2 separate regions of the Rattus norvegicus genome follow, and region 1 is linked to region 2. A link is a contact called in public Hi-C data. All regions are on one chromosome and are shown on one strand. Each heading gives the region's core, a stretch centred on a gene start, on an enhancer-like site or on the middle of the called end of the contact. The rest is flanking DNA. Distances are from core to core; before and after follow the strand shown. Region 1 holds the start of B4galnt3 (beta-1,4-N-acetyl-galactosaminyl transferase 3). Region 2 overlaps B4galnt3 (beta-1,4-N-acetyl-galactosaminyl transferase 3).

Region 1 (2,796 bases), core at 7-2,506, 76 kb before region 2:
AGAGCTGTGAGCTGCCATGTGCATGCTGGGAAAGGAACCTTTATCTTCTGGAAGAGCAGCTAGTGCTTTAGCCGTCTCTCCAGCCCTCTTAAAACATGTTTTAATAAAGCTGCAGCATGAGAGCATGAGAGAAAAGAAGGCACAAAGAAGGGAGTAGGTGCACATTCAACTGTGAAACGGGTGACTTAAGGAAGAGGTGTCTGTGTCCTCTTCATGTACTCCTTCTTTTTAAGATATTTTATTTGTCATGTGTACATGTGTGCCTCTTGGTTCGGGTGTATTCATGTGAGTGGAGGCTGTAGCAGAAGCTAGAAGAGAATGTTGGAGTCAACGGGTTTTGGGAACCCAACTCAGGTCCTGTAACAGAGCATCATGCACTTTCTTTTCTTTTCTTTTTCTTTGAGATTTGTTTATGAGTACACTGTTGGTGTCTTCAGACACACCAGAAGAGGGCATTAGATCCCATTACAGATGGTTGTGAGCCACCATGTGGTTACTGGGAATTGAACTCAGGACCTCTGGAAGAGGCTTAACCACTGAGCCATTTCTCCAGCCCCACACCATACACTTCTTAACAGATGAGCCATCTCTACAACTCCACCAGACTCCTTTTTCATTTCCTTATTTCTTTTATGCTTCTGGGATGGAACCCAGGGTTTCCTGCATGCTAAGCATTTGATCTACTACTGAGTTGCCCCTCCATTTTTTTTCCCCTTTTTAATTCTCCAAAATTCTTTCACCAAGAAAATCCCTAAAAGTGGAGAAACTTCTTGTAAAGGATCCCCTGGTGCCTTTCAGGTATGGTTAACTAGGTAGGAACAGTATTCAAATGAGACTTGGAAAACAGTTAAGATTAAATTAGGTGTCCATTGTGACTAGGATCTTTGAAGGTAGAGAAAAGCCCCCAGGCCAAAGTCATGGAGGTCATTAAAAAAAAAAAAATCTGTCTTAGCCCCACGGCAAGCTTCAGAGGCGAGCCTTCAAATATCTTGACTACCTTGGGTCACAGAGTCCATGTCTTAACTCGCATCTCCTTTCATTCCCATATCCCTCATCACACACCTCACACACCCTCCCGCCATAAACCCAAGCAGGTGACTACGTCAGGGACCAGCTCTCTGGCCCCACCACTCCCCTTCCCTCAACCTAGGGGGCGGGGCCCACCTGCGCCTCGGGGCGGGGCCAAGGCGTGGGCGGGACAGGTAGGGTGTAAGGTAATGCTCGGAGCTGAGAGAAAGCGCCCTAACTGCAGCAAGCAAGCGCGGGGGCCGGCGGGCAACTAGGAGAGCCTCCTGGGCAGAGTGCAGGAGTGAGAAAGAAGAGAGGGAGGGAGGTGGCGGGCCTGCGACGAGGAGAGGCGTGGAGCGGACACTTGGGGAGGAGGAGCTCGACTCCGCGGCCGGAGAAAGACCTGCGAGGCACCCGCGCAGCGGAGGATCACCTCTGCGCGCTGAGCATGAGTGGGCGGTCGGCTGGAGTGCGACCCGGGGAGACTGGCTGTGCGCCGCGCTGAACGGCGGAGCCCGGCCGGGGCGACGGGCGGGTAGCCCATGCTAGGGCGGCCCGCAGGGCATAGCGCCATGGGGAGCCCCCGCGTGGCGTTGCTGATGCTGCTCTTGCGCCCGATCAAGCTGCTAAGGAGGCGCTTCCGGCTGCTGCTGCTGCTGGCCGTGGTCTCGGTGGGACTCTGGACTCTGTATCTGGAGCTGGTAGCGTCGGCCCAGGTCGGCGGGAACCCCCTGAACCACAGTAAGTAGCGCCGGGGGGCGAGGAGGTGGCGGAGGTGGGCGGGCGCTCGGGGCGGGGACCCGCCTCTCGGAGTAGATTCCAGGTGCCGGCGCCGCCCCGCGCTTTCCCGGGGACCAGGGCTTGTCCGGGCCGCCTAGGGTCTCTGATCCTGGCTTGCCCATCCAGGGCAGAGTGGAGCCGGGACGCTCTCGGGACATCCGGAGCGCTGGTGAAGGTCTGGGGCGCCTTCCACCGTGCGGAATCCACAGCCTCGCGAACAGAGAAACGCGCCGTTTACGAGCGCGGGCTCCAGGGCTGCGCGCACTCGGCCGCAAGCTGCGGTCGGCGCCGCTTCAACTTTGCCCTTGGCTTGCCGGCGTGGTTGACTCTCTGTTTCCCCTCCAGCTGAACTTTCGGGGGTTTCTTTTCAAATAGCACCTCCGAGACAGACGCCTGGCCTTCCCGCCTTGCGTGCGCCTCTGTTTCCAAGGGTCCCACCTCCTGAATGCGTGGTTCTCTGCTGGTTCAGACTGCCTCCAGTGTTTTCACATTCCCGCAAAACCCGCGGATCTAACCAACTCCCCAGACTTCGCCCAAGGCAACCCTGTCATGAGTAAATTCCTACTTGTATTTTTATTTCATAAAAGCACTCAAGTGTCTGCTTAGGAAAACGGGAGGAGATGGCCTTTCCCCTTTTCAATGGATATGATTATTATCCACAGTGACTTTCAATATATCTTTGATAGGCTTAATAAAATTAAAAGTCGTCTAGTAGCCAGAAAGGAGTAGTAGAGAAGTTTCCAGAAGGGTCAGGTGCCTTTCTCCAGTCTTGAGGGGGAAGTTCTACTTCATCTTCTCACTGGGTTTCATTTTCCTGTTTTAAGAAACTCAAAGACTACCCTCCCGGTAGATACTTGATCAACAGCTTTTCCCTTACTTGGATGTGGTGGTTTGTCTTTTGTGGCCCCGAAGAAGAAATTATTGTCCTCGTCAGTAACTAAGCAGGATCAGTTTGGAGACGGATGCTTATAGCCCTGCCTCTTTGTGGCCATGGGCATAATTCTGACT
Region 2 (2,700 bases), core at 124-2,623:
CAGTAACCGGTACAAAGTCCTCAATGGTGGAACGGATTGCTCTGAATTCAGCCTCTACAAGCATTTGTTCATTCACATAATTCAGATGTGCTGGGACACATGGGAAGGAGCTGTTAGCTCTTCCCAGGGAAGGCACAGAGGCTCTGAGACATATTTGAGAAAACTTTTGAGGGATAAACAGGAAGGAGCCTGCCATGTGGCAAAGAAAGCAAAAGGGGCTAATGAGGAAACAGCGTTTGTACAAGCATGCAGAGTTGAGAGCCTGATGGTTTGGGGGGCAAAGGCCTGGAGTGAGATGGGGTCGGCACAGCAGGGAGGGTGTGGAGAGGGCTGGGAAGGCAGGTCAGTCGTAAAGTCATGGTGAGGTTTTATTCTGCAATGACCTGAAGTTTTTAGCTGAGTCATCAGATCAGTCCTGGAGGCAGCAGCAACACCCAGGGCAGGGGAGACAGACGCCATCATCCGCCTCCTCCTCCTGCTGGCCCAGCAGAGGTGTAAAGGAATGGAAGGCCTCAGAGAAGGCCTTACCTTCCCTGCATACCCCTTCTGCTCCCACCATCTCCACAGAGTAACTGCTATGTGTTCTTAGGGAGTCACTTCCTGAGCCCCGAAATCCTCCCTTCCAAATGAGACAATCCGACAAATACTTTCTACAGTATGGCTAATTGCGAGTTCCAAGCCATCACAACTAAAGCTCGGAGGAAGCCCTCCCCTTCCCTGGCCTTTTGCCCACACCAGGTAAAGGAGAGGGGGCGGCCGCTAAGGCCGATGTGCCAGAGTGCCACAGCTTTGCTAGTTCAAAGTCCCTAAAATGGAACAACACAAAACACAGATTCTGATGTAGTTGTAAGTCAGGGTCTGGGGAGACAGACAGTGTCCAAGGGTTCCCAAGACACCCCCACAGTCAGAGGTTGCCCACAAAAGTCTGAGGCTCAGACAAACGCTGGGTAAAGTCTACCTCAGAGAAAAGGCTAACCAATTCTCTCTTTACTCTTGGCCTGCCCTGTGGGCTTCCTGTAGCACCTCATGCTTATCCGCCAAGCTAGATTGCCTGGGTAGGAACTGTGAGAAATTGGTGTCTCCCTCCCCTCAGGTCAAAGCTGATTTCACTGCAAACCCATTCTCATGCCAAGTCTGGCATCATAGCTCCAGGCATCACACAGCTGACCACTCGGCTCTGACAACTCCCCTTGAGTTCCCCTTGAGTGCTCTGCCCTTCTGGGACCAGAGCTCTCTGACCTGGAGGTCTCCTGGGGAGGGGAGAAAAGCAGACCACTTGGAGAAGACAACTGAATCCTTTAAGCTGGACTTGAGGAATTTACCCCAAAGCAGCATAATGTCCCCATTCTTTTCCTTCCTTGGAGCCTCTCCCGTCTCCCACTACTACCCCACACACTTCCTGCATTCCTGTGAGTGATGGCTACATCCCCGGGTCCCAGGTCAGAGAGTGATAAGCTAGCCTCTGCCAGGGCAGTGCTTCTAGGAGCCTTTGAGCTGCAGGAGGCCCTGCTGCTGCACAGCTCAGAGTGGGCCCCAGATAGCACCACAGTTTGGCTCAGATGCTTTCCCCAGTCACAGGATGAAGACCACTGGGCAGATAAGGTTTCATGACAGGCAGACAGCTGCAGAGCCTTCCTCTCATGAGAAACAGGGAAGGCGTGGTAGGCAAGCTCTTGGCTGGAACCTAGCCAAGCTCCCCCCACCTCCTGTCACTTCTGCCATTTTGCCGTGGCCGTTACGCCTTGTCTGAGCGCAGGGAGGCTCCCTTTCTGCCTAGAAGGAACAAGGAGTGTGTAGTGTGCATCTATCTCGTGTGTGCATGCGTGCGTATCGCCCATCCTTAAAAGTCAGGCCACAGGGCTGGTGTTAGCTTTTCATCCCAGTGACAAGCATGCCTTCGATACCATGAACAAGAAAATGTTGTGTAGGCTCAAGGTTTCCGAGTTTAACACTAGGCCTGCTCGGGCCCTGTTCCTTTGGCTTGTAGCAGGCTTAGTATGTCATGGTGCCAAAGGACTGGTGAGTCAAAGACAAAGCAGTGGGGATCCTGTGTCCCCTTCAGGGGCACAGCCCTATAACCTAACTGCCCTCACCTCCTAAGGGTTCCACATCTTCCAGTAGCACACGGACTGGGAGCCCAGCCTTCTGTAGAATCCCTGTGTCCATCTCTCACTCTGCTCCTGGAACTATGGGTGTGGGATACTCCTAGTTACTCATTGTCCCCTCTCTGCCCCACACAGTTCCAGGGCCACGCCAACCTGCACGTGTTTGAAGACTGGTGTGGCAGCTCCATCCAACAGCTCAGGAGCAACCTGCACTTCCCGCTGTACCCCCATGTGAGTGCCTGGACCACCCTCTGTGTCTCCTGCACCTCATCTCCTCCACCTGCCTCCTTCCCTGCTCCTTCAGTCCATCGCTGGCTGTCTCATTTCCTCCACCTCTTGGGCCCTCTCGTCCTCTATTTAGAATATCTTTCCTGTCTTCTCCTTCCCTCTGAGGCTCAACGTTTCATTCAGTTCAGGCTCTCTTGATGTTTCTCCAAGGGCAGCATGTACAGATGTGCGTTTGGGCACAAGGGCAGCATGTACAGATGTGCGTTTGGGCGCTGTACAAGGTCACCATACCACACCCCTAGTTTCTCATCTGCTGTTCCTCATCTCCCTGAGCCAAACTCCAAATCCTTAAACTCCCCCTGATTCT

What was found. Hi-C and Micro-C count contacts between places; a contact is called where the count stands out from the background.
Region 1: a contact with region 2 is called in a Hi-C map of Schwann cells, with 4 times the contacts expected there. The contact joins the promoter of B4galnt3 here to the enhancer-like site in region 2. A contact is called at or near these places in 10 of 12 Hi-C or Micro-C datasets (the A7r5 cell line, the Rat2 cell line, Schwann cells and 7 more) and 1 of 1 datasets of contacts at active chromatin or transcription factors (oligodendrocytes).

Annotation. Positions count from the first base shown.
Region 1 is chr4:155,179,704-155,182,499 of GRCr8, reverse strand. B4galnt3 (beta-1,4-N-acetyl-galactosaminyl transferase 3) reads left to right here and starts at 1,256. Exons shown (of 20, transcript NM_001191976.2): 1 at 1,256-1,749. The coding sequence starts at 1,581.
Region 2 is chr4:155,103,999-155,106,698 of GRCr8, reverse strand. It overlaps B4galnt3 (beta-1,4-N-acetyl-galactosaminyl transferase 3), which reads left to right. Exons shown (of 20, transcript NM_001191976.2): 4 at 2,241-2,336. Among named protein-coding and RNA genes, the nearest start is that of Trnaa-agc80, 36 kb to the left of the region's middle. Within about 2 kb of position 1,373, at least 6 of the 93 cell types and tissues checked have an H3K27ac peak or open chromatin away from gene starts, as enhancers often do. A contact at or near this core is called in the A7r5 cell line and Schwann cells, where this site is marked.